Linked DNA regions of Sus scrofa: all the other regions are linked to region 1. The links are chromatin contacts, called in public Hi-C and HiChIP or PLAC-seq maps. All regions are on one chromosome and are shown on one strand. Each heading gives the region's core, a stretch centred on a gene start, on an enhancer-like site or on the middle of the called end of the contact. The rest is flanking DNA. Distances are from core to core; before and after follow the strand shown.

Region 1 (2,700 bases), core at 102-2,601:
TAAAGCAATAATTAAGCTGTTTCAAATGCTAAGAAATGGGGCTGTTATATGCAATGTTATCCCACCCCCTGCTCCCTCTCCTTTAGGAAACACTCAGAGAAGTGGGCAGCAGTCAGAGAAGTCGGCGAGGTGGTGGGAGATTGTTCAGAAAGTAACTCACTGAAGAGTGAGGCAAGAACCAGAATGTGGAAACTGAGTAGTAAAATGGTTTCTTAGACGACAGTTGACTTCGACAAATTTGTCGGAAGGAAAGGATGTGCATATTTTTGGTTCTGAAAGGCATGTTTGAGAAACCATAGTTATTCGGAGCTTATGGGAGCACTTGCAAAGGTCTTAAGGTACAATTCTTATCTTCATTCCCGGCTCCATTTTAAATCTCGAACCCTTGCTTCCTGTCCTTTTTTTCCTCCTTGTTTTGTGCCATGTATGCTATCTCAAAGTTTATGTATCCTTATACATTGCCACACATCCCTGCGGGGATAAAGTGTAGAAATAAATATGTAGATTTACAAGTCAGGACTTCCCCGGTACTGAAATATCTCCATGGGGCAGAACTAGTGTGTCCTGGACATCTGTGTTAATTTGATACCAGCATGTTTTCCATTTTCTTTGTGCAGTGCAAAGAATCTGAAGTCCCTGCTATCCAAGAACTTATAATTTACTGGGGGATTTTAAAAAACACATAAGGAAACCCCCAAAAGTCCTGTCCAGGTGTCCAATAGCTACTCTATCAGTTGTGTCTATCGTTTTGAATGTAATGGCATGTCCATGGAAATTGATATGCTGAATGTAATTCAAGGCAGTAACAGACAAGTCTTGAATGCAAAGCCTGAATGAAAATGAAGAAGAGGGAAAAACAAAACAACAACAAAAAAAAACTCTTATTATCTCAACACCAGAGAGCTTCTTAATATTTTGGTGTATTTCCTTTCAGTCTTTTTTCTCTGCTCTGAATATTTAAGACAAAATATGCTCGTGATTTTACAACTACATGTACATATTTTTTAACCCTAACAAGTTTTTCTCTACTTTATTAAAAAACATTTTCCTCGATATTTTCAACACCGCAATTTACATAGACGTTCCCTCCTCTCTGGTTGTCCATACTGCTTCCAAGTGAATGATTTGGAACATCCATGAGTAGAAATAGAGATTAGAGACTACAGACTCGAGGCATCAATTTCTCCATGATGAGTAGCTGAAAATACTGTAGTGTTTTACCCTATTTTTGGTGCCAAACCTCTGGCATCTGACTAAATTTCGCTGCTTCTCTTTCATTCTTTTATGGGTTCCACCCCTTTCTTGAGGCCTCTAACCTCGTTTCCCAATTGTGTTGCTGAACACATCGTTGTTTGCGGGGAGGGGGAGGTCCTCTTCGAAGAGACTGACACAGGTTCAAGAAGACTTTGAGACTTTTAAAAACTGGGGTCTTTTATGGAATCTGGGACATTTTATCCGAGTCTCCCTGACTTAAATTTGTTGAGCCATGCTTTTGCCAGCGAGGCACTTTCCCCCGCTAGCTGCTTCTGACTGGCTCCCTCTCCCCAGAGTGTGGCAGTAAAAGGGGGAAGTGGAAGAAAATTGGGAGCAGGAGGACCGTTCTCCATCACTGGTCAGCGTCAACAGGTAAAGCTCTTTATTTCTTCCAGTACCTGCTGGCCCCGGTCCGGAGCTATTAAAATTCCTTCAAGGTGTGGCTGAGGGTGGGGTAGAGGATGTATATCGATCTAAACGCCTTAGTAGACTGTTAGTTCTAAATTGCATATTTAAAAACATACAAATACGTACAGAGTTGAAGAGGCTGCAGAAACAGTTTTCGAATAAAACTCACTTCCCTGATTTGCACTCCCCCCCCATACGAGCATCGTAGAACCTATGTGACTCACTTCTGGTTGGAGCTTCCTAATGGGTTAAGAGCGCAAGCAAACTCTTAGGAGTCCAGTAGGAGTTGCTGGTTGTGCCGGACATTGCTTGCAAAGCAATTTTTGTGGTTCAACTCCCTTTGGGTTTTTTCATTCTTTTGTCGGATGTTCACGGAGCTGGCTTGGGCATTTACTTTTTAAAAGTTTTTATGTCCCCAACCCCCAGTTCCAGCTCCCGGAGAGCGGCACCTCTCATCGCCCCGAGACTTTTGGGCTCGCTCCAGACGTGGGGAGGGGGCGGGGGACTTTGTTCCCTGAAAACGACCTTGTCCTGGGAATTTCCTGTAACCATTTCTCACGGACCGGCCCCCTCATCCAGCTGGAAGCCAAGACACCCGCCGCCGCGGGCGCTCGCCGAGCCTGAGACCCGAGCGCTGCAAGGAGCGCCCAGCGCCCACCCGCGCTGGGTAGGAGGCTTCTGCGTTCCCCGAGCTCCCCCTCCTCAGGTCCCGCCGGCGAGAGCCCGGATGTTGGACTCAATCCCTACGCCGGGTCCTTCATTTCCATAAAAGGGCAGCGGATCGGCGGGGCCGAGATTGCTGCCACCGCGGGCGCCCCCCGCCTCCCCCGCACAGCTCGCTCCCCCGCCGTGCGCCGCCCCGCCCCCCACCCGGGAGTCCAAGCGGCTCTGGCCCCCAGCGGGGCCGCTGGGGACTGTGGGGGAGGGGCGAGGCGGCTGGACCCGCTGCGGGCAGCTCCGCGGGGCGGGGAGGAGGGAGCTGGCGCGCCCGGCCTGAGCTGGACTGGGATTGAGGGGGCGGGGAGAGAGGGGTGGAGC
Region 2 (2,700 bases), core at 105-2,604, 180 kb after region 1:
CCAACTAGTATCCATTAGTATTTGGGTTCAACCCTTCGCCTCGCTCAATGGGTTAAGGATCCCTAGTTGCAGCTAGCTGTGGTGTACGTCGCAGACGGCTCAGATCGCACATTGCTGTGGCATAGATCAACAGCTGAAGCTCTGATTCCACCTCTAGCCCGGGAACTTCATTATGCAGCACCTGTGGCCCTAAAGGAGAGAAAAAAGAAAATTTACAAGGTTCTTTTGCCCAGGAGGAACTCACTGTAAATATAGGGTCAGAAATCTGAAAGAAAACAAAGCTATGTGTTTCTTAAGATTAGCGGTGTTTACTGTTGTTTACGTCTTCGCATATTCTTTTGTATGTGTAAGGGTAAAAACGAGATGGATATTCTGAAGTTGTGAGAATGCACCAATCAGTAAAACAGTTAACTGAAATTTAAGTCTCAAAAATAAGCAAGAAAAAAATTGAAATTTATGGAACGAAGCAAGGAAGGAGAGAGACTAGCTATGTGACTTCAGCATATTAACTAACATCTCTGAACCTGTTTACTAACACATGCTACTTAGGTAAGACAGGAGGTCAGAGAAAAGTCAGTTTTCTTCTAACCCAGGGTTTCTCAAGTTCGGCAATACTGAAATTTCAGGCCAGGTGATTTTTGTTGTTGTTGGGAGCTGCCGTGTGTTCTGTGCAACATTTTGCAGCGTGCCTGATCTATACCCACTTTTATCCTCTCATCTGGAGAGATGCCGCTAAAACCTGTTCCCTCCCCATCCCCGCTCCCCTAAGATTTGAGTTTGAAAATGTGCCACACATGGTCAACTGTCTCCTGGGAAATAAAATCGCGCAGCTGAGAACTAATGTCTTAACCCCACGTTCATCCAAAAAGGAGTTGAGCGAGAAATAAAACGCAGTCTGGGAGTAAGATGCAGGTGCCCCGCCTCACAGAGACTGGATTTGTGACTCAAAAAAAAACGGGATAAGAAGCTTCGAGCCTCCAGCACAAGTCCTAATCAATGAGTGGAGTGATTCTGAAGGGAAGGGGCAAATGCAGAGGGCAAGGGGCCGAGCCTCTGGCCTCTAAGAATCAAAGCAGCCCACACTAGTCACCACTTAGCTGACTCCGAGGCAAAATTATTTCCATAAAAGCCAAGACGCTGAGGCCGTGGGAAAAGCCTTAGGGAGCGCGGAGTACGAAGGAGTGAGCTCTGGATTCCTGCCCGGCGCCCGCGCCGGGCGGAGTCCCGGGAACGTCTTCGCTGCCGCCCCACGTGCTGACGCCGCCACAGGCCCCGCCCCCGCACTCGGGTTTCGCCCCTGGCCCCGCCCGCCGTCGCCTCCGCCGGCCTGCGCGCTGCCCTGCGTCAGCGGGCAGGGGCGGGCTGGAGGCGGTGGTGCTGCCACGTCCTGGCGGCTGCTCGCGCCGTGGCGGCTGAGCAAGCGACTGTAGCGCGCGCGGGAGGTAGAGGAGGTGGGGCTGGCGCTGAAGCCGGATCCGGATCCAGTGCTGTATACCCGGGTGGGTGAGAGTTCGACAAGGCCTGGAGAGGAGCGCCAACTGCGGCCCTCTACGGGTGAGGGGGCTGGGGGTCGGGGAGAGGGAGCGGGGCCGGGCTGGATGCCCTGGGTGCCGTCGTGGGCCTGCCTTCAGATTTATCAAACAGGTGGGACTGCTACCCCGAGCGAGGAGAGCTAGGCCTGGGCTAGGGCTCGGGGAGGTTCCGTTCGAGGAGCTGGGCATTGATCTTCGCCAGCTGGGTGTACATGGGGGCGTAGAGGGTAGTTTAGAGCAAGTTCAGCGGACACACGCCTGGAACAGGTTAGGGATGATGGCCAGTGGTCCGGCCATGCAGGGGGTGGCCCTTGGTAGGGCAAGAACGGAGACTTGGGTCTAAACTCTTTAGCATGGAGGATTGTGACAGCTATTCACAGTCTCTGTCGCCTTCGGTTTTGAGTGGGCACGAACGCCTGGGGCCCCCTTTTCCTTTTCGAGGAGCACCCCACAGCGGTCAGGAGCCACTTGAGGACATGATTCGGCTCCGAAGAACACCTCCTGGGCTGACTAAGTTGGGGTTTTCAATGTGCGAAAGACCGACATCCTTTGTCTCTTCCCGCGACTTCTACCCCTAGGAACACTGAGTACGGTGATTTCTGTTATGGGATGTAATGTTTATGTAAATTGAACTCTTAAAATTTCACACAAAATTGAAAGGCAATTCTAGTTTTATTAGGATATACACTCGTGAGTGAATCTTAGAAGGGATCTCAAGAAATCATTTTGATCAGTTTCATTAGGCAGGATTCACTGACATTTTTTAGAATAGAGGAGACAGCTACCTGTCTGGCACGATGATGTAAAGATTGGCTTCTACTGAGTATGGTGTTTGTAGAGCTCAAGGTGGGAGAACCACAGCAGAAGATTTAGTCCCAATTCACTCATTGGCTGTTACCTTGGAGTTAAGTCCTGAAAGTTCCACGTGCTCCAGCTTGCTCCAGGATAGACTGAGAATAATGCCTCTATTACAGAGGTCAGATAAACTATCAGAAAATACTTTTGAAAATTCTCACCTTAAGTGTAATAAATATAGCTATGTAATAAATATAGCCAGACCTATCAAAATGATCAGCGAATGGGGTGTTCTTTAGATTCAGAATTTAATCAAATTATTGAAATTGTTATAAAATGTATGTCGAGGAACCCCAGTCTCACACAGCACGAG
Region 3 (2,700 bases), core at 100-2,599, 250 kb after region 1:
CACTCTTAAAACACGAAATTCTCAAGGATTACTACAAGCAAAACATCCCTCCCAAATAAAAAATGTGAACCATAAGTGAAGATATTCAATAGAATGAATATTTGGTATAAATTGAATGATCTCTTAAAAACAGAAATTTTAGATTTCTTTCTTTCTTAATTCAACTAAAGCATAACTGAATATCCTTGTCCTGTTACTAATACAGTCTTGAGAAAAATTCTAATTTAGTAGTCTGAAATACCATAAAGTACTCTAAAAATAAATGGGAGAAAACTCAATACAAACGTTAGAGAGGAAAGAAATACGGTAGGGTAAAAAGAACCCCTAATTAGAAATCCAGAGATCCCAAGTTATTAAGAATTTTGCTCTTCATATTAACTTCCCTCCAAACGGCAAGTTTTTCGAATGAAGTTTTCCGTTTCAGATGAGCTAGTTTTGTGACATTTTTATTCTTCTTCAAAAACACCAAAAATCAAACCAAAACAAACCAACTGCCTCGGGAAACTTTCTGAAGGCACACGTCCAGGCTCAGGACCCAGAATCTATTCCACACGTGGGGCAATGGGTCCCACAACAGAATCGATGACACCAAACACTATCCCTCAAAACGACATTAAAAACATTACTCTCGCATTGCCTTGGCCATAAAAGAGGAACCTTACTCCGAGTAAGTCCTCGACGCCGAACCTGGCAGGGAGAGGACAGCTTTCGCCCGACTACCTCAATCAAGAAGAGCAGACGGCCCCTGCCAGGAGTCCACGGAGAGAAGAGGAACTAGTCAGTGAGCCAGGGTTGGGGCTGACGGCCTGGGAGCGCGAGGCCCCGCCCCGAGGTCCCGGGACGCCCTCAGGAGGCCACAGGGCTCCCGAAACCCGGAGGCTTCGACGTTTGGGGCCTGGGGTCGCCCCTCGGCCGAGGAACCACAAGAGGAGGCCTGTGCGTGGCAGTCACCGGATGGACTCACCTCGGCGTCTTCTTTGCACTGCGGGAGCGAGGGGAACTCCAGCTTCACGTCCTCCATGGCCCAGGCCCGCCGGCTTGTGGGTGGGTGGGGTGGGAGTGGGAGTTACCGGCCGACCGACCCTGGGGCTGGCAGTGGCGGTGAAAGGAAGGAGGGCGGGTGGACCAGAGGACTGATGAGTAGGCAGCGGGCTTACAACTAACACACGCGGACTAAAGAGTTCCAGCGACTCCGGCGGCGGCGGCGGCGACAGCCGGGAAGAGGAGAGTTGGGCGGCTCGTGCCCGGCCGCCATGCTGTTGCCGTCTCCCTCCCCCACGAATCTCCGCGCCCCTCAGGCCGCCAGGCTCTGGCACCAACACTAGCCCTACAACCGTCTCCTCCTTCGCGCCGTCCCAGCCAATCCCAGCCCACGCTCGCCTTCTGCCCGCCCCACGCGGCCGCCAGGTGTCAGCGCGCCGCAACCCCGCCCCTTCGCGAGAGCGCAGACGCGGGGGGGCGGGGCACCAGAGGCGCCGCAGCGGGAGCTCACCCCCTGTAGAGGAGATGGGGCTGCGGAAGGCAGAGGGGTAATCCGAATCCGCTCTGCCCCTTCGAGATTAACAACGGGGAAAACATCCTAGTCACCATAAACTGGCAAAGGAAACTACATAGTTTTCTCCCCCCCTCAGAATCCTACCCAGTCTGTGGTGAGTTTATAACCAAAAGAGTAATGAATGAAGTTTCATCTGAAAATTGTTATGCTGCAAATGAAATACCATCACTTTTAAGCAAATCTAAACGGTGCACTTTTTTTTTTTTTTTTGGTCTTTTTGCCATTTCTTGGGCCAGTCCCGCGGCATATGGAGATTCCCAAGCTAGGGGTGGAATCTGAACTGTATCGGCCAGCCTACACCACAGCCACAGCAAATCGGGATCTGAGCAGCGTCTGCGACCTACACCACAGCTCTCGGCAACGCCAGATCCTTAACCCACAGAGCAAGGCCAGGGATCGAACACGCAACCTCATGGTTCCTAATCGTCATTCGTTAACCACTGAGCCATGAAGGGAACTCCTAAACGGTGTACTTTTAAGAATACTTGGGAATAGAAAACAACTAGAAAATATCAAGAAAGAATAGCAAGTAGAAAAAATTGCTAATAGAAATTGCACATAATACTCAAGAAAGTTTTCTTACTTTAATGCTAAACTTAACACTTCACCTTATTATTAAACTACATGGCTTTCAATATCTTTTTAAAAGGATTTTGAGTCAGTTAATATTATAATTTGCACATAATACTCAAGAAAGTTTTCTTACTTTAATGCTAAACTTAACACTTCACCTTATTATTAAACTACATGGCTTTCAATATCTTTTTAAAAGGATTTTGAGTCAGTTAATATTATACTTTTAATAAAGTTTAGGTATATGGTACTTCTTCTGGGCCTAGTATCTTTTTTGGTTTTTAACAGATGAGGAAAATCAAACTTAGAAGTAGAGGAATCCATACTTTTCAAATACGTACACCAAACCAATTTTTAAAAAAATACCACCACCAAAGTAAGAAGGGAAGAAAGGAGTTCCCGTTATGATGCAGCAGAAACGAATTCAACTAGCATCCATGAGGATGTGGGTTCCATCCCTGGCCTCGTTCAGTGGGTTGGGGATCTGGCGTTGCCATGAACTGAGGGTAGGTCACAGATGCTGCTTGGATCCTGAGTAGCTGTAGGCAGAGGGTGGCAGCTGTAGCTCTGAT
Region 4 (2,700 bases), core at 161-2,660, 150 kb before region 1:
GATTAGGATTTTGTGGCTGTCTCCATAGAGTATGCATCGATACTGTAATGATTTGTTTTCTTTCATTTGAATATATACCTTCAATACCATTGACCTTTATTTCCAGAAGGAATATAGAAAATTTTTATGAATTTTTGGTAAGTACAGTTTTGTGGGCAGACCTCTTACAAATCTTTAAGTGCATTTGATAATTCTGCATCATAAGCATCATTTCAAACACAAAAACCACCAGCAAAACATGACTAGACAATAAATATTTGTTGAATGAATAAACAGAAGGATGAATGACTTTATTCATTAAGTAGTCCTATGTTATTTATACTTGTCCAGCTACATTTAGATTGCAACTTGGCTTGCACTATTGATCTGTATTTAGGGAAAGAATGACTCCTGTGGTCATTCTGGCATTACAATTATATTCCTCAGAAGAACTAAAAAGTTGGCTTTCTGGGTTTATTTAGAGATACCTCTAGATTGTTGACTGCTTCACTGTAGGGTCTAGCATAGTGCCTGAAACTCAGTAGACATCTTATATGGGTTCAATGACTGTTTCCCGCTTCAGGACAGGCTATTATTCCATTTAGTCTGTGACCAAAGAAGACACTCTCTGCAATAGTCTGAATGTTTGTGTTTCCTCAAAATTCATACGTTGAAATCCTAATCTTCAAGGAGAATATTGTCTGATCTTGAATTGATAACACTGAGATTAGAGATTGTTTTTCTCAGGATACTCAACATAGAGTAATGCGTTTATAAAATAAAACTTTTGCATAATATAAAAGAACCACACGGGAGCCTCAGCATTCAACCTGATCCCAGAAAGTGCTACAGAATCAGAGATGCATAAAGAACAAAAAGTAATCTTGCCAGTCACAGAATTCTATTGCTGGAAGAGTTCAGAGATCTTACAGATGAGGAAACCAAAAAGATTAAGATTTAAGTGACCTGCCTGCAGTTAGTTATCAAAACAGTCTAAAACCTGGTTATTTTTTAGCTTTCAATCTAATTATCAACAGCTGACCGGGTTTGCCATCCTTATAATCAACATTGATTGTGCACCCACCTTGTGGGAGGTTGAAACATACAGACTTGGCCTCCAACAAGGACCTTAAAATAAGGTTTAGAAAACAGGAAATACATATGGGAAGACAAGCAGTAATATGAGGTGGTATATGAAGGGCGGTTTTGACTTGGATTTGAGTGGGAGTCGTGACGCCAAAGTGAGGAATCCGTAGGCGTGGAGTGGAATGCCCTGCGTGGACCCACGATGCTGTAGGGACCATAAACCAGGTGATTGATAAAGTCCAGGTGAGGCCGCAGGCGGGCCTAAAGTCATAAAAAGTGTCAGATGAATCCAATTTCCGGGGGCTCTCTCCCGATGTGGAGAATAAGCCTTTACGGCTCAGGATCCAGATTGCAAGGATGAGTCGGGTAAAGCTTCTCCACACCTGGGTTCCGACCCTAGAAGGGCGGGGCGAAGCGGCAGTGCAGGGGAAGGAGAAAGGAGAGTAGGCGACAGGAATTGAGGAATCCCGAGATGACCCCAACCCCGCGCAGGAGAGGCAAGAGGCGCGGCTCCGGCGCAGAGTGGGCGGAGAAAGGGCTTCCGGGACGGCGCGCGCGGCGGGAGGGGCGGGGCCTGAGGCCAAGCACCACCTACGTCGGGCTGCGTGACTATGAGACTGGCGGCGGGACGCGGCTACCGCGGCTGCGGGGCTCGGGGGGGCGGAGCCGCCGCGGGTGCCGCCGCAGCCCCGGTCGGGATTTGAAAGATTGAAAACTCCCGGTGGAGAGGGAGGCGGCGTTGAATGTGTGGCGAAAGCTCTGGGGGTCACGGCTCCGCGCCCGGCCCGGCCGGCGGCGGCGTCTCCAGAGCATGAATTACCCGGGCCGCGGCTCTCAGCTCAGCCCCGAGCATAACGGCCGGGGCGGCGGCGGCGCCTCCTGGGAGCTGGGCTCGGATGCGGAGCCGGCGTTCGGCAGCAGCGTCCGCTGCTTCGACCACCTGACTGCTGGGGACCCGGGCGACGATGAAGTGCCCCTGGCCCTGCTGCGCGGGGAGCCAGGGCTGCATTTGGCGCCGGGCGCAGAGGACCACAACCACCACCTGGCGCTGGATCCCTGCCTCAGTGACGAGAACTATGACTTCAGCTCCGCCGAGTCGGGCTCCTCGCTGCGCTACTACAGTGAGGGCGAGAGCGGTGGCGGCGGCAGCTCCTCGTCACTTCACCCGCCGCAGCAGCCGCCTCTGGTCCCGTCGAACTCGGGGGGCGGCGGGGCGGCCGGAGGGGGCCCCGGGGAGAGGAAGCGTATCCGGCCCGGCGGCGCCGCCGCCCGGCACCGATACGAGGTAGTGACGGAGCTGGGCCCGGAGGAGGTGCGCTGGTTCTACAAGGAAGACAAGAAGACTTGGAAACCCTTCATCGGCTACGACTCGCTCCGCATCGAGCTCGCCTTCCGGACCCTGCTGCAGGCCGCGGATGCCCGGGCCCAGGCCCAAGACCCGGAGGGCGATCATGCGGTCGGCCCACCCTCCGCTACTGGCCAGGCCTCCGGCTCCCTGGAGGACCACGAGGGGGACCGCGTCTGCGGCTTCTGTCCGCGCATTACCGGGCACGGGCGCGAGATGGAGGAGCTGGTGAACATCGAGCGGGTGTGTGTGCGGGGCGGCCTCTACGAGGTGGATGTGAACCAAGGAGA

The links. A called contact is a pair of places that touch in the nucleus more often than the background predicts. HiChIP or PLAC-seq counts read pairs in DNA pulled down with a chosen protein or histone mark.
Region 2: a contact with region 1 is called in an H3K27ac HiChIP or PLAC-seq map of skeletal muscle. The contact joins the promoter of GNPNAT1 here to the promoter of FERMT2 in region 1. A contact is called at or near these places in 1 of 5 promoter capture datasets (liver), 10 of 47 Hi-C or Micro-C datasets (embryonic fibroblasts, epiblast stem cells, fetal skeletal muscle and 4 more) and 1 of 2 datasets of contacts at active chromatin or transcription factors (skeletal muscle).
Region 3: a Hi-C map of embryonic fibroblasts shows a contact between it and region 1, with 2.4 times the contacts expected there. The contact joins the promoter of STYX here to the promoter of FERMT2 in region 1. A contact is called at or near these places in 1 of 5 promoter capture datasets (liver) and 3 of 47 Hi-C or Micro-C datasets (embryonic fibroblasts, fetal heart ventricle and skeletal muscle).
Region 4: a Hi-C map of embryonic fibroblasts shows a contact between it and region 1, with 2.0 times the contacts expected there. The contact joins the promoter of DDHD1 here to the promoter of FERMT2 in region 1. A contact is called at or near these places in 2 of 47 Hi-C or Micro-C datasets (embryonic fibroblasts and heart right ventricle) and 1 of 2 datasets of contacts at active chromatin or transcription factors (skeletal muscle).

The regions. Positions count from the first base shown.
Region 1 is chr1:182,605,541-182,608,240 of Sscrofa11.1, reverse strand. It overlaps FERMT2 (fermitin family homolog 2), which reads left to right and starts at 1,351. Exons shown (of 18, transcript XM_021102113.1): 1 at 1,351-1,626.
Region 2 is chr1:182,422,103-182,424,802 of Sscrofa11.1, reverse strand. It overlaps GNPNAT1 (glucosamine-phosphate N-acetyltransferase 1), which reads left to right and starts at 1,354. Exons shown (of 6, transcript NM_001243376.1): 1 at 1,354-1,554.
Region 3 is chr1:182,356,246-182,358,945 of Sscrofa11.1, reverse strand. STYX (serine/threonine/tyrosine-interacting protein) reads right to left here and starts at 1,349. Exons shown (of 11, transcript XM_003121793.4): 1 at 965-1,349. The coding sequence starts at 1,021.
Region 4 is chr1:182,753,236-182,755,935 of Sscrofa11.1, reverse strand. DDHD1 (phospholipase DDHD1) reads left to right here and starts at 1,410. Exons shown (of 12, transcript XM_003121795.4): 1 at 1,410-2,700. The coding sequence starts at 1,877.